Linked DNA regions of Mus musculus: all the other regions are linked to region 6. Evidence: chromatin contacts called from public HiCAR-type and promoter capture Hi-C data. All regions are on one chromosome and are shown on one strand. The core of a region is the stretch at or near the end of the contact, and the rest is flanking DNA. Distances in the headings are between cores, read along the strand shown.

Evidence for each region. Promoter capture Hi-C pulls out the DNA fragments that hold promoters and counts their contacts. HiCAR-type assays count read pairs that join an accessible place to other places.
Region 1: a contact with region 6 is called in a promoter capture Hi-C map of hippocampal neurons, with 6 times the contacts expected there. The contact joins the enhancer-like site here to the promoter of 4930570G19Rik in region 6. A contact is called at or near these places in 7 of 39 promoter capture datasets (the 3T3-L1 cell line, embryonic stem cells, hippocampal neurons and 2 more), 1 of 484 Hi-C or Micro-C datasets (cortical neurons) and 1 of 9 other capture datasets (embryonic stem cells).
Region 2: a contact with region 6 is called in a promoter capture Hi-C map of hippocampal neurons, with 11 times the contacts expected there. The contact joins the enhancer-like site here to the promoter of 4930570G19Rik in region 6. A contact is called at or near these places in 8 of 39 promoter capture datasets (the 3T3-L1 cell line, cranial neural crest, hippocampal neurons and 3 more) and 2 of 115 datasets of contacts at active chromatin or transcription factors (SST interneurons and forebrain).
Region 3: a contact with region 6 is called in a promoter capture Hi-C map of hippocampal neurons, with 9 times the contacts expected there. The contact joins the promoter of Fpgt here to the promoter of 4930570G19Rik in region 6. A contact is called at or near these places in 7 of 39 promoter capture datasets (the 3T3-L1 cell line, cranial neural crest, embryonic stem cells and 4 more), 3 of 484 Hi-C or Micro-C datasets (cerebral cortex and cortical neurons), 7 of 115 datasets of contacts at active chromatin or transcription factors (VIP interneurons, astrocytes, embryonic forebrain and 4 more) and 1 of 9 other capture datasets (pancreatic islet).
Region 4: a promoter capture Hi-C map of hippocampal neurons shows a contact between it and region 6, with 16 times the contacts expected there. The contact joins the enhancer-like site here to the promoter of 4930570G19Rik in region 6. A contact is called at or near these places in 8 of 39 promoter capture datasets (the 3T3-L1 cell line, cranial neural crest, hippocampal neurons and 4 more), 5 of 484 Hi-C or Micro-C datasets (cerebral cortex, cortical neurons, forebrain and 1 more) and 9 of 115 datasets of contacts at active chromatin or transcription factors (SST interneurons, VIP interneurons, astrocytes and 6 more).
Region 5: a contact with region 6 is called in a promoter capture Hi-C map of hippocampal neurons, with 12 times the contacts expected there. The contact joins the promoter of Tyw3 here to the promoter of 4930570G19Rik in region 6. A contact is called at or near these places in 5 of 39 promoter capture datasets (the 3T3-L1 cell line, cranial neural crest, embryonic stem cells and 2 more), 2 of 115 datasets of contacts at active chromatin or transcription factors (VIP interneurons and astrocytes) and 1 of 9 other capture datasets (embryonic stem cells).
Region 7: a HiCAR-type map of astrocytes shows a contact between it and region 6, with 3 times the contacts expected there. The contact joins the promoter of Cth here to the promoter of 4930570G19Rik in region 6. A contact is called at or near these places in 1 of 39 promoter capture datasets (cranial neural crest) and 1 of 115 datasets of contacts at active chromatin or transcription factors (astrocytes).

Annotation. Positions count from the first base shown.
Region 1 is chr3:154,926,699-154,929,537 of GRCm38.p6, forward strand. All of the region lies in intron 17 of Tnni3k (TNNI3 interacting kinase), which reads right to left. Among named protein-coding and RNA genes, the nearest start is that of Tnni3k, 130 kb to the right of the region's middle. Within about 2 kb of position 1,268, at least 18 of the 459 cell types and tissues checked have an H3K27ac peak or open chromatin away from gene starts, as enhancers often do. A contact at or near this core is called in hippocampal neurons, where this site is marked.
Region 2 is chr3:154,690,723-154,693,784 of GRCm38.p6, forward strand. It overlaps a transcript of Erich3 not described here. Among named protein-coding and RNA genes, the nearest start is that of Erich3, 19 kb to the right of the region's middle. Within about 2 kb of position 1,654, at least 151 of the 459 cell types and tissues checked have an H3K27ac peak or open chromatin away from gene starts, as enhancers often do. A contact at or near this core is called in SST interneurons, forebrain and hippocampal neurons, where this site is marked.
Region 3 is chr3:155,091,864-155,094,732 of GRCm38.p6, forward strand. Fpgt (fucose-1-phosphate guanylyltransferase) reads right to left here and starts at 1,515. Exons shown (of 4, transcript NM_029330.2): 1 at 1,436-1,515. The coding sequence starts at 1,493. Lrriq3 (leucine-rich repeats and IQ motif containing 3) reads left to right here and starts at 1,571. Exons shown (of 8, transcript NM_028938.2): 1 at 1,571-1,807.
Region 4 is chr3:154,815,285-154,818,191 of GRCm38.p6, forward strand. The region is part of intron 23 of Tnni3k (TNNI3 interacting kinase); the gene reads right to left. Among named protein-coding and RNA genes, the nearest start is that of Gm20389, 110 kb to the left of the region's middle. Within about 2 kb of position 1,612, at least 90 of the 459 cell types and tissues checked have an H3K27ac peak or open chromatin away from gene starts, as enhancers often do. A contact at or near this core is called in SST interneurons, VIP interneurons, cerebral cortex and 7 more, where this site is marked.
Region 5 is chr3:154,595,272-154,598,348 of GRCm38.p6, forward strand. It overlaps Tyw3 (tRNA-yW synthesizing protein 3 homolog (S. cerevisiae)), which reads right to left and starts at 1,827. Exons shown (of 6, transcript NM_172474.5): 1 at 1,582-1,827. The coding sequence starts at 1,755. Cryz (crystallin, zeta) reads left to right here and starts at 1,440. Exons shown (of 9, transcript NM_009968.4): 1 at 1,440-2,013.
Region 6 is chr3:156,560,428-156,563,130 of GRCm38.p6, forward strand. It overlaps 4930570G19Rik (RIKEN cDNA 4930570G19 gene), which reads right to left and starts at 1,260. Exons shown (of 4, transcript NR_040399.1): 1 at 1,049-1,260. Negr1 (neuronal growth regulator 1) reads left to right here and starts at 1,367. Exons shown (of 7, transcript NM_001039094.3): 1 at 1,367-1,925. The coding sequence starts at 1,768.
Region 7 is chr3:157,923,801-157,926,676 of GRCm38.p6, forward strand. Cth (cystathionase (cystathionine gamma-lyase)) reads right to left here and starts at 1,263. Exons shown (of 12, transcript NM_145953.2): 1 at 1,066-1,263. The coding sequence starts at 1,230. 1810013D15Rik (a long non-coding RNA gene) reads left to right here and starts at 1,408. Exons shown (of 6, transcript XR_867796.2): 1 at 1,408-1,546; 2 at 2,303-2,446.

The DNA.
Region 1 (2,839 bases), core at 18-2,517, 1.6 Mb before region 6:
TGAGGAGGCACCTTTAAGTCAGATTCTGCCCCAGCCATGAGTCTACGCAATGGGATTGCTGATGGATGCTTGACGTACAAGGGGATTGCAGATATCTATGAAGGCAGGATGTGTCTGCAACCTTCCCCCACTCTTTGCAGAAAATATCTATATGTAAGCCAGGCATTCCCCAGAGTCTTATGTGAGAGTTCACTCATCAACAGCATGCTAAGCAAAACCAAGGGAATGTGATCAAAATGACAGACCATCAGAAGCTCAGGTGACACTGGAGAATATTAGGTTGTACTGGAGAGATGGCTCAGTGGGTTCGAGTGTCTGCCACCAAGCCAAATGACCTAAGAGAGAACTGACAGAGTCCTGCAAATTGTACTCTGCTAACTGCAGATGCACTGTAGCAGGCTCAACCCTCTTGTACAAAATTTAAGTATAGTAATTTTTAAAACCTTATTGAATAGTAAAATATTCTTTCAGAAAGATGATGATTGCTAATGTATTCTCTCATTTAAATCCAAGAAGTCAGGTATAATTGTTCTCTGAGAGTTCTTGCTAAGGAAAGTTCCATTGGAACAGGTTAGAGAAGATTACAGGAGGGGAGATTATTCACATGTGTACTGACTGGGTTCTACACCTGGGCTCTCAGCTCCCCTGTCCTCTGAACTTTCAAAGGCATGATACCCACAGCTAGCAGACTACCATACATGATCAACTATAGCTAAAGGCAAAGATAGTTTATGTGCCTGGCAAGTGGCTTTCTCCCCAGGCTGATTGAGTATTTATAAATAGAAAGTATTTCAAATGGTATCAATGCACTGTTATGTTTTATGTGTCAAATTCATGCTATGTAGTAGCTGCTAGAAATATAACCAGTAGGAGAGAATTATCAAGTTATCAAGCTTACTCCCCGCTTTTTAACGATTATTTCTGACTCTGGGTCCTTTCACACATTGTACTGAAACTTTAGAATTGTAAGAATCCAACATTAATGCATTTCAGCAAGCTGGGGTTGGAAACGGAGGAGTGGGAAAGGCAGAGATGCCGGCGGCGGCAGCATTAATATCATTACGGAAAGGTTAGCTGCTCAGGAAATCGACAAGACACTGAGGGGGTATCCGCCGAGTCTCCTAAGAAACCAGAGCAGAGAGAAATGAGGCCAGACAGAGAGAAGGTTTTGTTGACATTTTCAAAAGCCTCCTTTATACAGGCAGGGTCTCTGGAGAATGGAAGACAGCTGAGTAGGGAACCAGCAGCTCTAGCAAATTAGAGGTCAGTGAGCTCGCAGCAGCCTCGGGGAAGCACTGGCAGAGAGAGGCAACCTTCCTACCCCTCCACACTCAGCTCCTGGGTGAGGGAAGGAAAGAGAGTTCCAAGCCAGCGAAGCAGCAGGCTGCCCTGACTTGGATGTGATCATCGGCTCAGGGGTAGCTCTGTTGTGTTAAGGAAAATGACAAAAAACCAAATCCCTTAGAAAACCAACATTGAACATGGATTTTTACAGAACTCGTGCTCGGAACTTTCCGTGCTCAGTTAAAGACACAGGATTCAGAGGTGGCTTAGAACCCGCCTCCAGGTGTGGGCTGGCTGAGCTGAGGGTTCTGATGGTACTCAACACAGGAGATGGCCTGCGGCAGGTCTGTTCTCCAACACCGGTGGATAACAGATGGGTGCCGCTGATTCCAGTATGGACCCTCAGATATGAAGGGGCTTAGTATCGAAGGGAGGTTACGTAAATGAGGTATTGCATAAGACAACTATTGTTAGGACCAGTGGATGCAGTGAAAAATTAAATGAGTCGTTCTAACAGGTAAGAGAGGAGAGATTTTAAGTGGCTCTCAGAGGACATTTTAAGTTATTTCTGTGGACGCACAGAGAACTAACTACTCAGGCCTCATAGTCTTATGGCACCGGAGAAGGGAAACAGAATCAGGCTGCGCCGCTGTTCCCAGCTGGGGAAGCTTAAATCAGACGAAGTTTGCTGAGGGTACTTATGACATAATCAGCCTCTGGAAACTAGGCAGTGAGGACTGTAGAGGCGCTGGAGTATCCACACAGAGAAAGTCAAGATGAGGCGGATGGAGAATTTCTGTTTAGATAATGGGTAGGAACTGAAAAGTCAGAAGAAAATGGTTCCTCCCGCAAGTTATGGGAGCCGAGGACAAAGAGCCAGGCTTCCAAGTCAGAAATGCAAGTCGGAGTGGAGGCCAGACAGCAACACCTGAGCAGGTTCACACGGAGGATAGAGTAACTTGTCATTCATAATCATTGAGGTGCCCTTCTGCTACGGGTGACACAGCAAAGTGCTCTGTGTGCTGAAGTCATAGCTTGTGTTTAAATATTCTTTCTTAAAGGTAAAAGGGGGTGTGCGTGCGTTTTGACTGGTGTGGGCTACCAACGTGTGCAGACGAGTGCTTTAGCTGAACGGTGTAGCTCATGTTCTTGCACATAATCAATCAGGTATTTGGACCATGTTCTGGCCCAGGAACATATGTCCCCACTTTCCCAAAGCCATTTTTATGTTTTGTACCTAACTAATAATTGAACTTCAAGATGAATGGATGAAGTATGTTACTTATATGCAATGGAATTTTGTTCAGCCATAAAAACAAATGATATTATGATAGTTGCAGGAAATGTAGAACCAGCTTTTAAGTACTTGTTGTCACAGAAATCCAGAACTATATATGTTTACCTGTGAAATTATATATAATATAAATGTAGTCATATACATACACCTTTTTAAAAAAAAAAGATGTATTTATTATTATACATAAGTACACTGTAACTGACTTCAGAGGCACCAGAAGAGGGAGTCAGATTTCATTACAGATGGTTGTGAGCTACC
Region 2 (3,062 bases), core at 404-2,903, 1.9 Mb before region 6:
GGTGGTTATACTCCTGGAGTCTGGAGGGTGGAGATCATGCAATGGGCTGAGACATAACATGCTGTGATGCCCCAGTTCAGTAAGGAAGAGGAAGCTTTAACTCTACTACAAATCAGTACTGCTGAAACACTGTGGTAGCCTGCAGTAACAGCCAAAGTGTGCTAAAATCGGCACAGAAAACAGGGTGAAGTTGTCCTAAGCTCCTATAGGTGTGTTGGGGTTGGAGCTGCATAGCAGGCAGAGTTCACAGCATATTGAGGTGCATGCTAGGTGTGTCCATTCCTTATTGGTCTCAAGTGTTGTGACAGAACATTTGGCAAAAGCCCTGTGAAGGTCAGGGCTACTTTGAGTCACAGTTGAGCGTACAGTCCACTCTGGTAGATGGTGGTCACTTTGCACCCACATCTGGAAGCAGAGAGGTGAAAGCAGGTGCTCAACTTGCTTCCTACTTTATATAAGCCCACGCCTCCGTCATCTCATGGGACAGTGCCACTCAGATTTAAAACAGGATTTCTCACTTGAATGAACATAATCTAGAAGCTCTCTTTCAGACATGACCAGAGATTTGTTTTCCTAATGATCCTAGATTCCCACCCGGTTGATTTCAATATGAACAGGTACAGAAGAAAAGCCAATATGGCACTGAAGGGCATGAGAGAGTTGGTTGGGAAAAGGTTTGCATCTTGTTAGTGAACATGTACTTAGATTAGGAGCGCTGGAACCTTACATATGTTAAAGCCGTTCTAATGTAGCCTCACATGGAACTGAGGAAATGCTTTATTTGAAACTGGAGGTCAAATAATCTTTGTTGTGGAACAACACAGAGCACTGGCAGAGCACTTGATGGACCTGTGTCTAGGGCAGTGTTTGTGAAAGTGGAAGAACAGAGGCAGAGGAAGTCAGGTTACCTGCTCCAGTGACAGAGCCGATATTGGGGGAGGTGGACCAAGCAGCATCAGGAGTCTTAACAGTTATCTACCCCAACCTCTCCCAAAGGGATACAGGGTGAGGGGGCTGCGGGTGGGGAGTGGGTTGGGGAAAGACTGCTGTAGGCTGGAGAAATGAACTCCTCCTTGGGCTCCAGCAGGGATCATTGCCTTCAGAAGGAGCTCCCGGCCCTGACTGTCACCTTGTTTGGGAGGTTCCCATTTTAGAATTGGGAAGAGCTGGCGTGTTACTTGTTGCTCATCTCTCAGAACCCTTAACGCAATTTTAATTAATTAATGCGTTTGAACATGCAGGCATGCATGAGATCTTGGTCGCCAAGCTTGTGTGCAAGCACCTATAAGGACTGAGCCACAAAGACACTGGACTGGACAGTGTTGTTGGGTGAACTAGACTATGGTATTGGTAGAGATCAAACGTGAGTTCACATAGGCACATAAGGTCTGTACGTGCACATCTCTGGCTGGCTTGGGACTTTTGAATACAGTAGCGTCTCTGCACCCTCCCTTACAGAATGATCTAAAAATATCAGCAATCTCAATAAATGTTGGTGACTAATGACGGTGATTGTGCCTCTGCTTTGCTTCAGATTTCTATGGGACATACTGTTTGGGGCCAGATGGAGGAACTGTTCGGAACTGCTGAGTTTCGTTTCTATAGATCCCTGTTTATACATCCTGCCTGGTGGGTGGTGAGGGTTCCGGGATATGTGCTGAAAAGCCGCATCTGGGAAAGCAGGGCTCACAGTGACTCAGCACCAGGCTCTGAAGGAAGCGGCTGTGCGTGGAAGCTGGGAAGCAATCCAGCACAAACACAAACACAGCATGCTTTGTTTCCTCTCGGGCACTCTTCCAGTCCCTGAATTCAGAGAGCAGACCTTCTGCACCAGGAACCTGGGGTTACCCATCATTTAAAAAAAAGAAAGACAGAAAGCTAGACTGGTCTGGACAGTGATCAGTGATTGGTAGGTTTAGGTGAATGGCATGACCTTTTAATGGAGTGATTCAAATGGGGTCAGTGATGGACAGTGAGCAAGAGAGATCACAGGTCAGCAACAGTGACACTGAAGGTCAGCTATGACAACTGATACAGACAAAGGGAAGGAAGTAGTCTGGTCACCACACCCAGGTCACGTACCCTTTTCTCACCCATTGCCGAAAACAAAATCTGAAAATGTACGGTGAAAGTGGATGAAACAAAGCTCTGCTAACCTCTGTTTGTGGCCTGGTCAGTTGATCTCTTATAGCTGGGCTGATGTTGAGACCTTGTGTTGTCATGTACGGATGTCACTCTTCGGAACTACAAAACGGAATTTTACACACACACACACACACACACACACACACACACACGTATAATTTTGTGTTGGGCCACATGTGCTCAATAGAAGCAAAGGCTCATTAGAAACAACGGAGGGCTATGGGCCCACGCCAAACACACATAAAGAGTAAGACCACAGTCTTGGTTGTACAGACTGGGATCCTTTCTCTAGAAACCGAGTCTTGCTGAGCAGAACGAGGCTGACATTTTAAATTATCTATTGAAAAGTTGACCATTGAGCTAGGTGTGTACATCATTCACTAGATACAACTTCTTCTCAATTAATTAATTAGTCTGCATTTCTAGGCCAAATACAAACATATTCAGTCATTGTCTGAAAATGCAATCATGAATGCTGGGTGAGCCTGGAGGGTATGGTGTGTCTGCCAAGTTATCACAACTGGCTATGTGACACTGGAGAGTGGTTGTGGAAGGACTCCTTTTACAGGCAAAATCCCAACCAGGGACATACATTTTTCCCTAAATAGGAATGGATAGCAAATGGATGAGTATAAAAATGTCCAGCTTGCTCTCCTAAAGCCTCATTCAGACTGAGGGTGGGCCATCTAGCATCCTGCACACATAGCACACATACCCCTCCAGCCTCAGTGGGACTGGGGAGCATCCTGCACACATACTCCTCTGGCAGAAGCTGAGAAAACAGAGGAAGATTATAATTGGGTGGTACTAAAGGTGACTGGCCATTGGTATTAGAACCTGAATATTTAGCAAGGTATGAAGCCTGAATTAGAAGAAGGGCTGCTTTGTTCATCAATAGTGAGACTGAAGCTCTTGCC
Region 3 (2,869 bases), core at 265-2,764, 1.5 Mb before region 6:
GTTGCTTATCATTTTTTTCTTTCCTTTTCTTTTGTGGTACTGGGAAATAACCACAGAGTCCTATGCTTGCCAGCTCTATCACTGAGCTATGTTCATAATCCTTCATTTATCTATTTAATTAATTTAGTATCTTACGTTTGACAGGGTTGAGACAGGCTAGTTCAAAGGTAGTAAGCTATTGCAAGTGATTGTTCACATTCAGTTACAGATTGAAGTTCTATTCTATACTTCCCCCCTTCTCACTAATGCACTTGACTAGAGATAGAGGAAGGCAAAGCCTACCTAACCCAGAACTCCTCTAATGTGCTTGAAATTGGTCCTGCGAGTTCACTTCAGGGTCTCTCTATCTTGGCAATGGGAGACCCAGAAGGCTGGACTTCTGCAGAATAAATACTCTTTGTGTTTACATACTGTTGGAATCTGGGGCATCATTCTTTGGTGACTCATTCTTCAGTGAATCATGGACTCTTCCACTACTTGACAGATTGGCTCTGAACTCATATTTATTTTCTATCTATCTACCACACGACCGATCGATCTACCTATTATCTATCTGTCTATCAATTATCATCGTCTATTTGTCTGTGCAATCCAGGTAGGTCTTGAACCTCGTTCCTACTGCCTTAGCGTCTCAAGTAGATGACAGTACAGACTTGCGACACCAGTCCTAGCTTCTAATATTTTTATTAACGATGATCAAACTACACTTTATATAAGCAATCAGAATACAACACAAACCCCAGGACTAAACTTCTCAATGAACTCATTAAATGACAAATTGCACTTTCAAGAATCAGTGGAACCCTCTAATCAGCAAAAATATTAATAAGGTTTTTAACAAGTTGAGAGAGAATGAGAGGGAGGGGAAAGATAAAGAGGGAGGGAGGGACTGAGATAAGAAGGAGGAATAGGTAGGAAAGGAGGGGGAAGGGGAGGGAGAAGGAGAGGAGAGAGACAGACATGTTAGCTTGGATTTAATAGTTCCAATCATTCTGGTATCCAAATATAAGACCGTACATTTTAGGCACTCATAAATATCAATTTTACCAGACAGCTGTACCCCAAACTTACATTATCAAATTTAAAGCCATGATTGCCTCCGTATTGGGGTTTACATTGGAATAAAGTGGAGTTAAGCAGCGGGGCTTGGGAAAAGAAAAGAAACAAGGTAACGACTACTGCAGACTCTAAGCAAAAGGTCTTCTACCACTGAGTTAAGCCAGTGTTACTTCCCGTTGGTAATTCTCTTACTGCTCCTTCCTGACATCTAAGTTTAGGCTCGCACAGAGAGGAGGAAAAGGGAAAAAGGGAAAAGTCTGGCTGGCCTGGCCAGGACGGAGCGGACAGGAAGGGGTATCGGACAGGAAGCTGCGCGGGGTCCTTGGGAAGGCGCTCTCCGTGCAGGGGGGCAGAGAACTCAGTTCCGCCTTGGTACCTCTCAGCTCAGAAAATCTGCGCAGTTTCCGCAGGGTGGCTTCGCGGAGAGACGCCATGGCCGACTTCCGGGAGCACACTTAGCACGCACGCGCACTCCAAACCCCGCCCCGCCCCGCCCCGCCCCGCCTCCTCCATGCTCTCCACGTCACCGCGGCCCTGGAAGCGCCCTGAGACTTGAAAAGCTAGGATGGCGTGAGCGTGCGCAAGCGGCGTTTCCTGGGCAACGATCTGTGGGGCAGATGGGCGGGCACCTAGCGGGGTCGGGTTGTGCGGAGCTCTGGGTTCCTGCCTTACCGTGTCTGACAACCCGCGGTGCGACCGAGAAGACCAACCCACCCACCATTAGTGGATCCACCACCCAGATGCTGAGGTGACCTGCCCGCACGGAGCTCCTATTCCTGTCAGAAGCCTCCCAGGGAGGCCAGGCCCCTGAACCAGAGAGAGGCTCGGCTCTGTGGGATGCTTTCTGGTGGGCCAGACTACTCTGCACCCTTCAGTTGTCCAACTTCCCAGGCCCAGTACTGAACTAGCGCCTTTAGCCAGCACTGCACACTCTGTTGTGTTCACTTGCTTCAAGGAGATTCAACCAAAGGTGCCAGATATTGGAAAGAACCAGTCTTACTTAATACACTTTCATAGAGTGGTTATATGTGTTTCTCTTGTAGAGTGCATAAGTTTATATCGAGTACTACAGGTTGATCTCTTTAATCTTTCACATAGTACATAGAGAGGAACGCTATTTGAGGAAGCCATTTCAGTCTGAAACCCAGAAATCTTACCACTACAATTTGACTTGAGAAGCTTCTCTTCTTTAAAATCTAACTCAGAATTCTGCATAGCAGCTCCCTATGAACTTTTAAGTTTCTGAGTAAGCTTAGTTTTTCACTTAAAGCCTTGACCTCAGCATTTAATTCTGTATTTAAAGTGGACACATTTGTGGGGAGGAGATAACTGTTTCACAATACACTCCGGCTGAAGGAAATTAAGAAAATACAGAAAGGCCCGATAGATAATAACAGCAATAGCAGTCAGAGCTTGTAATTTATAGTCTTGAGTGAACTGGAGTCATCCCAGGTTTTTGGTGACCTGCCTTATGTTTAAAGGGCACAGACACACTGAAGTATGTTGGTGGGTATGGCAAGAATATAAGCAGAGCTTTATTTGGAGTCTACTAAAGTAACACAAACAGGAAAGATTTGGTGGAAATTTAAAAGATAATAATGGGAGATGGAGAGAAATTGCTTAGATTATAGAAACACTTAACCAACAACACCTGTCCAATAAATAAGTGTGGATTGTGAGAGAAATTACTAAAAGATGCTGAAAGTGGATGACATGACATTTAAATGAGCTGAGGAAAGGTATGTATGGGGAAGCATAGTGAAGTCATAAGAGAAGACCTGTAATAATATTGGATATGTAGAATAAACTA
Region 4 (2,907 bases), core at 362-2,861, 1.7 Mb before region 6:
ATTGCTTTCTGAGCCTCTGAAATCTTTTCTGTTTTTATACTGGACTCTAGTTTCAGCAGGCACACCTGCAGGAATTAGGTAAAGGTCTATGCCACAGGCATCAGTGATTTCTTTCCTGCCATGGACTGTATCCATTGGTATTGCAGACACAAGTCACAAGGATGTGTCAGTGAATTAATATAGAAACAGCCTCTGCAAAGGAGGCAGTCACACTTTCAGTCTCATGGACACCTGGGGCTGGAACTGCTTCTAAGTGGAGGCTTTACAACTTGCAGGAAGTAAGCTATGGAGGCGAGGGGCATCTTGATCCATTAAAGACTGCAGTGGCATGCCTTTGATCTTGTTGTACATTCTCAGGCACGTACCTGTATGATGCTAGTTAAAGAGCAGACTGAGGCTAGCTTGTCTCCTTGGGCCGGTCTGTCTTTCCAACAGATTACCACAGATGTGGAAGCTGCTGCCTGGGGCCACACAGTGAGAATCAAGTGCATACTCACTTGCCTCAGTATGGAGGTGGGTCCTGAAACCTGAAACCCCACACAGGGAGGGATTTTGTGGTCATGTGGGGGAGTAGTATGAGAACAGCCCCCCTCTTTGTCACAATTCCTCAGCAAGGAGTGAAAAGCACACACTTTAGAGTCAACTGGATCCAGGCTCAGATCATGGCCCTGCTGTTCACTAACTGTAAAGCCTCCAGCAGGTTGTTCATCCTTTCTGGCTTCAGCCTGCTCATTTGGGGAATACTGATTGAAGGTTGATGGTTCTGCCACGCGGAAGAGCTGTGGTTGGCAGTGTTATAACTGGCCTAGAAAAAATTCACAATGTCTCAACCAAGGTGGCTAATGATCAGAGTACACAATGTATCTTCTTCCATGGTTTGGCTAGTTTGATATTATTATCAGTGGGCATAGCAATGATATGCTACCCACTCTAGATATTTCCCCCAGAGCTGAGATAAGGCCCACCTCTGCCGAAGGAGCAGTGCTACAACACTTACTGGGAAGGAAGCACTTCATCACGATCAGGAAACAAAACAGATTTCATCTGCTCACTGTCTTTGTGAAAGAGAATCTGCAGCATGGAAAATACCCACTCATGAATTTTTCAGACTTATTTGAGATTGAAGCTCTTCAAACATCTGCTCATTAATGTGGGCATCCAGCTAATGTCATAGATATTAATAGCAGATGCTGTTCTCTCTCCTGTAGTTAATACAGGAGCGGCTTTCTTCCTGGGCCCATAATGTTTTCTGATAGCTTTAATTGCTATTACTTAAGTAGAAGAAATACTGAATACCATAGATTCTAAAGAGATAGTAAGAAACAATGCTCCTTTAGAATAACAAACATCCTTTTTAAATATCAGTGAGCCAAAGGAAGAGAGCTGTCACTCTTGCTATTCTACGGGGGTTAGATTCGGTCCATACAGAAGATACTAAAGGTGAAAAGAAAGAGAATCTATGGAAATTAAAGCTGTCACTCTGTGCAGTGCCATTGTGTGAGCAGCTTCAAAAACCCATTTGGAAATCATGGCTCTTGTAACACAGTCATTACTGAGACACTAGCATCACCCACTTATTACTGCAAACATAGCAACAGTTGCCATGTGAGCAAGAGATCTGTAACACAAACAGTGGAGTCGGTTGGTGCAGGGTGGGGCTGGCTGGAGTCAGGGCTGCTGTGGCTGAGCGCAGTGCTACCTGTACCGGTTTAATTAGGCTGGCTGTTCTCTCTGGTCCCTGTGCCGTGTCCTGTCAGACATTTCCAGAGAACAGAAGCAGTCTCAAAAGGCGGCATTTCGGATTAAATCTTACATTCGGTGGCACACAAACAGAACCAAAGGCAGAATTTTGCTTTGATGTGCACAAGGGTAGACACGTGGCCCAGGCTTCCTTTTCATTTCCAGGAATGGAACCCTCACAGAACCCTTGTCATTAGAAAGCCCGGTCCACTTGTTGCTGTCACAATATGCCACTCCGTCTAATTGAAAATGGAGAAGTCTGTCATCATTTGCTTAGCAGTTTGCCTCTGGTGAATCTTCACAGGTTCCCTTTATGTGGCTGGGAATTAGTTAATTAGTATTACAAAATGCATCAGGAGGAACAGGCCCTTCGGTTACCAGGGAGGCCCTTTCAGGCTGCTAACAAGCTTGCCATGGGACAGGGAGAGCTGAAGAATGGTGGCAGAGCCGCCCAGCTGAGGAAGACATCTTTCCTTGCTCGCTCGCTCGACTGAGCCGTTGTAACCTAAATATGTCACTTTCTCAGTCTTTCTCAGTCTCGTGCAATGCGTTATATGTGGCGTAACTCCTGGTCCTTAAAGCTTTCTCTTTAAGAAGTACCGATTTTACACAGGCACAGGGTTTTCTTCTATCTCCCCTTTCATTAATTTCCCATTCTCCCAGCACTTCTTCTGAACAGAATATTTTGTTTGATATTCTTTCTTTGACATTTTTCACAGAGAGAGAGAAAGGTTGTTTCAATCTAAGGGCGGCTTTTAAAAGTCAGGGACAGATTGACATTTTTTCCTCACTCCTTAACTTTGACGCTGTATGCCTTTGTTAGGGGGATTTCTCCAATCTCTCGCCGCTGCACTCCCTGCAGCGCCCCCACTGAGGGCCAGATGGCGCCAGTGAGCAAGCCAACTTATAAGTGAGGTTAACAGTGCTGTTTAGGGTTCTCACCAGGGGAGGGAGTCCTGCAGGGGCCCCTTCTCACTGATTCTGTGGAAAGATAAGAAAGCAGAATCCCAGAGGTCTGAGGGTAGTCCTTGGCACAGTGGGATCTTTATTTCACTCCCGAATCTGGGAATTGTTGGCAAATGCCACTGTGTTGCTTTACAGGTGTGATACCAGGGGCTGTGCTGAATAAAGAATTTTTATAAAAAAATATTAAGTGGCTTTTGCACT
Region 5 (3,077 bases), core at 577-3,076, 2.0 Mb before region 6:
CTGGTGGGGGAAGCGTGGGCCCTGAACGACCGGTTTTCATAGTGAGGCTCTAGGAACATGGGCTGGCTGTTATAAACAACCTCCGAGCCAAATGAGTGGTTTATGCTTAGCAAATGTACACAATGTCACACCACGACTTGGAACATCTCTGGCTTACCTATGTTTTCTCCACCCTGATTTTTTTTTTCACTTTCCTTCTTTTCTAATAAAGCAGAGTAAAAATAAATAGCCACCAAGTATAAGATACATAAGCTAGACAAGGTTCAGAAAGCATCCTATGACAACTCAGAATGGACAGCCACTCTTAAGTGGGCACTGTGCTTGTCTGCACCTCTTTCTGTGTCTGGCATAACAGTGGAGCTTGGAGAGTCGTGTCTCAGCTATGTAGATATAGGGGAAGCATTATAGGACAGCTACTCCAGAAGCTGAGGCAGGAGGACCACAGGTTCCAGGAGTTCTTGGTCTATTAAATGTGTTCAAGATCAGTCTATGCAGCTTTGAAAGATCCTGTTTTAGAAGGTTTAAAAAAAAAAAAAAACAAAAGGTAGGGAGGAGGCTGGAAGTTTCACTCAGTGGTAGAGTGTTTGCTGAGCATGATCGAGACCCTAAGTTCGGTTCTCAGTACTCTGCCACTCCTAAATGAAGAACAGGAACAAGACAAAGACAAGTAACTAAAGAAAATAGTTCAATCTTGGCAGTTGGTTAAAATGAGGAAAGGATTGCAGGTTACAGAACAATATAAATTTGGATTTTCTAAAGTAAATTCTGCTTAAAAATGAAAATATATAAAATATATATCATATTCTATTATGATTATATTTTGTATAATCATAATTATAATATGTTTTCATTATAGATATTTTACACATAGTATATACATATATATTTATACATTTATAAATATATTATACATATATGTGTATGCATCCCTCATATGCATATACATATGAATGTGTTGTGAAACATGGCTTGGAGAAGAGACAACAGTGTTTTGGAGACTCGTCTGAATAAACCCAGGCAGGGCAGTTGTAGAAGAGGTGTGGGCAGCTAGCTTGTGAGCAAGAGTGTCCATGAACAGAACGGGAGTGGTGGAAGCAATATAAACATGAACAGACCTCGATAATCTGGGACTTCAGTACGTGAAGAACCAAGCGGAACCTAGCGACTTTTAACCAGCAATATGGGGCCAGGCACGATGAGAAATGTTGGAAATAAATTACCCTATTTCACGTGTTGTCTAGTTATCCTGTGTTGTGGGACAGGAAGAGGATGAGAGCGTGCAGCCAGGGGCTTTGACCATGTATCTACAGTACTGTTTCATTTAGAGCTAAAATGCCCAGGGCTGTAATAATGACACCGGCCACCAGGGGGCAGCGACCCCTTAACCTTCGGGCGCCCATCTCATAGCGACAGTGATTGGGTTAGCGCGGCTCGAGGGCGAGCGTGACCGAAGGGACTTGGAGACTCGAGCTCCTCCAGCGCTCTGTAAATCCAATCCCCAGCCTTCGCCACTTAAGCTAGCTCCACCATCACCCGGAGGACGCATTAGCATTGCACAGCCTCCCCCGGCCCGGGCCTCACCCCGTCCAGAAGGAGGATGCGCCCTGCGCAGGAGCTGGTGGTGAAAAACTCTTCCCGCGAGTTCAGGAGCTCCACCACCTCCACCGCGTCCTCGTCCACACTGCCCTTGCGGCTAAGGTCCGCCTTGCTCAGACTCTGCGCCTTCCACCGGCCGAACTCCGCGCTACGGTCCATGAGCGAGCGAGCGAGCTGGGGTCGGCTTTCTGCTCTGGAATGCGCCTTCTTCTCCATGGGCGCAGCCATATTGCCGCCACGGTGGCCGGAGAGGACCAAAGTTCCCCATTGGCGCAACCAGGAGCAAGACGTGCGCCGCCAGACCGTACAGGCGTAAACCGAGAGGGGGAGCCTAGCGAAGTTAGGGAAAGCCAGCCCACCTCTTTCCCCACAGACCTTCTGGAGCTTAGGAGGTTTTGTTTCCTACTCTAGAGGAGGGTAAGTCACCCAGGACCGCAAGCAAGGTCCTACTCTTGTCTGCCGGGAGGCTTTTTTTTTTTTTTTTTTCTTTCTTTCAAGTTCTAGGCTCCAGGAGATCTATCTGCACTGGAGAACTGCACAGCAGGCGGCCGGTGGTTCCGACTGGGGTAGCTGCCTACTGATGCCTGGGGATTTCTGCCGCCACCCAGGCACTCGCGCCCCAACTCCGGGTTCACAACTTCCCAGGTGCAGGTAGAGGAGGTCTGTGTTCTGTCCTCCGGTGTGTATGCAGTGGGCGTTGTTATTCCTATTTTTAGACATAGTGGCACCCACCTACAGTAGTCTTCAAAAGAAAGAAGAGAGACCTAGAGAGAGTCAGAGACAGAGGGACACAGAGAGGGACAGAGTTAGAAAAACCTAATACATTGTTAACTACATCTTGCGCATTTACAGTTCCCAGAGTTCCTGCCTCAGTCTTGTGACCAGAAAAGACCTGTTAATGATTGAAAGTGCAGAGGCCACTGTGTGGACTTCGTGTCCACCTCGAGCCCCTGAAGCCACCATAACTCCCCGCTGGCTCCTGCCCTAGGAAATGCAGCTTGTAGCAAGCAGCATTCTGTCACACTGAAGCGGGGCCTGCCCTGTCCATGAGATGCTGCAGGGGTACAGAGTGATCAGTGTGAAAGCAAGACCGTGACAACATCATATAGCCAGAAGACTTGGACTGGATACTTTAATTTTCATCATTTATTCGTGTTTCCAAGTTAATAGTAAGCCACAAGCTTCCATGAGCCATTCTGGAACAGTGGCAGTACATTTTATAACTATGAGGCCTCTTTTTTAGTCTTCATTTAAAACTCTCTCTAGAAATCAATTTTATTTTATTTTGCTCTTTTTTCCACACCGTGTGTATTCCTGGTGCACTCAAAGGACAGAAGAGGGTATTAGATCTCCTGGGACTGGAGTTAGAATAGGTTTCGAGCCTGAGTCACCAAGTTGGTGCTGGAAAGCCAAATGAAGCCCTCAGCAAGAGGATAACAAGTGTTCCTTGCCGCTAGCCCTAACCTTGGCCCTCTGCACTT
Region 6 (2,703 bases), core at 10-2,509:
TCCCAAACTCCTCATGGGCACTGGAATCGCTGTTCTGGATTCAGATTCTCTCATTGATTTGCAAATCGCCTGGAAGACCTCTAGGATCTTAGGGTTGAAAATGAGTGCCAGAAAGGGGGTGGGGGGGGGGGAAGAGTGGACTATGGGGTGACCCCCGTGCCTTGTACCCTGTTTTGCCCTGACCTGGGCGTAGGCTAGCAGATCCGCGGGACACTGCTTGCCCCTTGAGGGGTTGAGGTTACTGCTCAAAGGATGCAGGTCCACCCCAACTGGGAGGCGGTGAAAAAAAAAAATACAACTGGGACTCTTTAAAGCCGAGGAATGCCTTGGCTTCAACCGAATGCGCAAGCCTTCCGCCCAGTAGGCTCAAATGGGTTAAACTGCCTCTTACATAACAGGACCGCCTAGCTCCACACAATTAAAACACTGATTGCAGCCTCCTCCAACTCTGCATCCCAGTAAGGCCCGCCCATCCCTCCCGTTGCGCCTGCGTGTCGCGCGCTCCCGGGCCCAGCACGCGCCCTGCACACTCCATCTCCCTCTCACAAGTGGACACTCTGTGCTGACACCACACGCGCACACACACTCATGCGCAAGTTAGTATCAAGACGCACAGAGAAGGGCAGGCGTTCTCCAGTACGCACAGGCGGACTCACACACGCACTAGCTTTCGGTCGGCATGCCCGAATCACTATACTGTCCCCGTAAAGCAGCAGCGCCGCCACAATCCCTGCTTATCTCCAAGAGAGGGTGAAAAGAAATACCCCCACTAAAGGAAAAATAAGGAACGGAGGGAAGGAAACAGGAAGGGGAGAGAAGAGAGGAGAGGAGAGGAGAGGAGAGGAGAGGAGAGGAGAGGAGAGGAGAGGAGAGGGGAGGGGAGGGGAGGGGAGGGGAGGGGAGGGGAGGGGAGGGGAGAGGAGAGGAGAGGAGAGGAGAGGAGAGGAAGAGAGAGAAGAGAGAGCTAACTGGCAGTTTATTAACAGCGCTATTAGCTAGTCAGGATTAAAAAAAAAATACAAGACAACAACAAAAAAAGCCAACTCACTCAGTCTCAGGCGTCATGATGGCGCCGACCCCAACTTGAGCACTTTAAAGTCGGGGGCCCGAGGAGCCGAAAGCACCAGAGGGCAGGCCTGGCCCTTATGCCCTGACTTCCCAGCCCCGCGGCTCGCAAAGCTCTCTAGTTCGCGCTGCCAAGCCGGACTAGACCTCGGCGTATCCTCAGTCGCCCTAGCTTCCCAGTCCCTCTTCTTTCCTCTTTTTGATCTATCTCTTTCGCTTCTCCGGCCCCCCTCCCTGCCTGGTCCTCCATCCCTGGGCGGGGTTGCTACGGAAACGGCCGCTTGGCAACGCGCGCGAGCCCGGGGGCCGCCGGCCGCTGCTGCGCCCCGCGCTGCCTGCGCCGCCTCCCGCGCTCTGCTCGCAGCCTCGCAGGACGGTGTGCGGCCGCCAGGGATTAGCCACGCTCCGGACGCGGCCGGGCGCCCCGAAGGAGGTGGAGCGCGGTGCCAGGGGGCGGGAGGGGAGGGAGGGAAGGCAAGCTGCAGAGGAGCAGAAAGGAGGCGAGGCCGGGGAAAGAGGGAAACTACGCCCGACAACTAGGGAGGGGGCGAGAAAGAGAAGAAACCCACCCACCCACTCAGAAAAAGGAAAAGAGGAAAAAAAATCTCGTGTGGCGCGCCGCCTGGTTATCGGGCAGCCTCGCCAGCAGCAGGGGGTGGGAGCCGACGCTGCCGGAGAGCGAGCAGCCTGGCAGGCACGGACATGGTGCTCCTGGCGCAGGGCGCTTGTTGCTCGAACCAGTGGCTGGCGGCGGTGCTTCTGAGCCTGTGCTCTTGCCTCCCGGCCGGGCAGAGCGTGGACTTCCCTTGGGCGGCCGTGGACAACATGCTGGTGAGGAAAGGTGACACAGCGGTGCTCAGGTAGGGACCGCGCGCCCTCTCTACACTTGCCTCAGTCTGTCTTTCCGTCCCTTTCCCTCTCTGCACCTTGCTTTACACCCAGAGTGAATCCTGCTGTTGCTCACGAGCAAAAACACCACACCTCAGGCTAGCCACGCATGACCCTTCCTGGGCTTCTCGGACCCCGGGGCAGGGGTCTGGCTGGATTAGGGAGAGAGGGAAAAGCGCTTTCCAAGCAGCCCGGGCTTAGGAAGTGTGGGGCTTGAAGGAGGGGCAGGTGCCACTTTGGAGCCAGGTCTCCGCTCTGCTGCCAGCGGTACTCCAGGAGTCTGACAAGTTTACAGGGCTTGTTTCTGCTTCACTCCGTAAGCGACTTTTCTCAACTGCTGGCTCTGTGCTCCATTTATTTTCCCTCTCACTTGAACAGTAAGATCCAAATATTCCATTCAGCTTTTTTCCCCCTCCTGTAGCTGCTTTCCTTCTGTGTTTCCCTCTTCCTCTGTCCCCTATCCCATTTCTCCAACTCCCTCTTCAGTCACCCCTATTGCCTCCAGTCTCTGGTTTACTCCTATGCTATAGTGTTCCCAGTGTTTCCCTCACACCTTAGTTCCTGTCATTCCTTATTCTCCCTGTTTTTCCAGATTTCCCTTTCCACTAATTTCCGGTCCTCACCATAGCCCTTGTCTTCCCCTCCCAGACCATCATCTGTCTCCAGCTTTGCCTCCCATGCACTTTTCTGTCACACCCACACTCAAGGTCCAGTACCATATTCAGATCCCATAAATCTCGATTTTATGAG
Region 7 (2,876 bases), core at 13-2,512, 1.4 Mb after region 6:
GACTCTACATGTAACACACATAGATTTTAAGTACGCACTTGGTACATAAATACACATTAGCTATTAACTGAACATACCGACTGAAACTAATCTTAATTCTAGGATTTTCATTGTTTAGTGTGTGAGAGAGAGGAGAAAGAGAAAGAGACTGAGGGGGGAGGGAGGAAGAGAAGGACAGGGAGAGAGGGACGGAGTGGGTGAAAGAGACTGGGGACAGAGAGAAGAGAGGGAGGGGGGAGAGAAGGAGAGAGAGGGAGAGTGCAAGCCTTTGGGTGCATCAAAGAACAACTAAGGTGGTGGTTCATGCCTTTAATCCCAGCACTTGGGAGGCAGAGGCAGGCGGATTTCTGAGTTCGAGGCCAGCCTGGTCTACAAAGTGAGTTCCAGGACAGCCAGGGCTACACTGAGAAACCCTGTCTCAAAAACAAACAAACAAACAACAAAAAAAAAACAACTACAGGAGTTGGTTCTCTCCTTCCATCCTATAGATTATGGGATTGAATTATAGTAGTCAGGTCTGGTGACAAGCACCTTTATATACCTGCTGTAATAAACACCATGCCCAAACCAACTTGGGGAGGAAAGAGTTTTTTATTTTACTTCCATTTAACAGTTCACCATGGAAAGCAGTTAGGACAGGAACCTGGAGGCAAGAACTAATGCAGAGGCCACGGAGAGGTGGCTTCTTACTGGCTCGTTCACCCAACTTCTTATAGAACGCAGGGCCACTAGCCTGGGGGGGGGGGGCACCCACCATGGACTTATCCTCCCCCATCAATCTCTAATTAAGAAAATGCCTGCTTGCAGCCTGATCTACTGGAGGCATTGTCTCAATCGAGGTCCCCTCCTCTCTCGCTTGAGTCAAGTTGATATAAAACTAGTCAGCACGACTGCTGAGCCATTTCACCAGCCCAAGAGCCTTCATTTTTCAAAGTAGGACTGGCTGCAGGTAGCTTCGATGCTACAGAATTCAACAACTTACAGTTCTGGTTTTTAACTGAAAATCGCAGAGAGCGCATGTCCCGAGCGCTCCCACAGTCAGCCCAGCCCTGCCCGGCTGCTTACCGAGGACTGGCCCGGGAAGTCCTGCTTAAATGTGGTGGCCAACGAAATGGGCAGCACCACGGCACGAGAATTCCATTGCTCAGGCTCTTGTCCCACGTGGATGGCCTGAGTGGCGAAATGCTGGAAACTAGGCAGGAAGCCGCTCAAAGAGGCGTCCTTCTGCATGCTGGGGCAGGAGTGCGAGGTGTTGCTTTGGCTAAAACCTTCTGGACTTTGGCGCTTATATCCAGGGTGGGGAGGGGCCGACGCAACCAATCATCGCTGGTCCCTAGGCAGCGGCCCTGCTTATTGGTCGGCAGTGGAGGTGTTGCCCCGATCGTTCCTGCCCCGCCTCCCAGTGGCACAGAGCAGTGCCCACGTGGGACACCTCAGCACTGAGGTGCAGCACTCAGCCCAGAGATCCCCTTTGTCTGCAGGATAGGGACGCAACCTCCAGCAGCCTCGCGTGGCCCCAGAGTTCCGGCAAGGGTCACGCAGGCAGGTGCTTCCCTCGGATCTGAGGACCGCCACAGCTGTGCCACCAGCGCCCGCGTCTCTACTCTGGCCAAGATCAGGCCTTAAGGCCCAAGCTTTGCTCCCAAAAAGACGTAGCTTTGACCTAATTTTACACCTTGTCCGAGAACTGGGGAATTTAAGGAGTTTCTGTACCTGGGAAGTCGAACCTAAAACTTTGTTTTTTTTTTTGTTTTTTTTTTTTAAGATTTATTTATATTTACTTATTATTATATGTAAGTACACTGTAGCTGTCTTCAGACACACCAGAAGAGGGAGTCAGATCTCGTTACGGATGGTTGTGAGCCACCATGTGGTTGCCGGGATTTGAACTCAGGACCTTCAGAAGAGCAGTCGGGTGCTCTTACCTGTTGAGCCATCTCACCAGCCCGAACCTAAAACTTTGAAACACTGTTGAACGAATTTGGAAGGTGTTAAGGAATAAACAACTGATTTTAAAAGCTACGGTTTGGAAAAGCTACGAAGAGCAAACACAATCAGTATGCTTTTCAAATTAGCTCCAGACACAATCACCTTCCAGAACCAAGTGTACACTGCCAGAGGCACAGGGGAAGCGGGTAGCCTCTGAAACACTAACGGGTTACCATGCTTGCTTGATTAGTATTTCTCCTTTTAAAGTATGTTCTCAGCCTGAGTATATTTTAACGATGTGTTTGTGTGTGTGTGTGTGTGTGTGTGTGTGTGTGTGTGTGTATTGCACCACATGCATACTTGATGTCTACAGAGGTCAGAAAGGCTGTTGGATTCCCCTGGAACTGCATTTGGAAACAGATGTGATCTGCGTGTGGGAGAGAAAGCCAAGCCCTGGTGCTCTGGAACCAATGCTCCTGCGGGCAATGCTCTTGCTCCCTGAGCCATCTCTAAAGACGTAAGTACATTTTGATGAGATCACAGAAAACACCGAGGAGTAGAAGGGCCTGAAACAGTTCTGAGTCCAGTTCTAAGTACAGTTGGTAAGCCCTGGGTTATACAAACATGGATGTTTTCTATTTGTTTGTATACTTGTCTGTTTATCGTATTTGAGAGTGCAGAGGAATGTGTGGCACACCCATAGAGGTCAGAGGACAGTCTTCCACCTCCCTGTTGACGCAGGGTCTTTGCACTGCTTACCCCAGGCTAGACCACCCAGGAGCTTCAGTGGATTCTCTGTCTTCTACAGTAGGAGAGCTGCTATTACAGATACACAGCAGCACAAAGGTAGATGCTGGAGATAGAACACAGGGTGTCAGGCTGTGCGGCAAGCATTTACCCACTGAGCCATCTTCCCACTGGACATTTTATTTAGTGTAACTGTCACA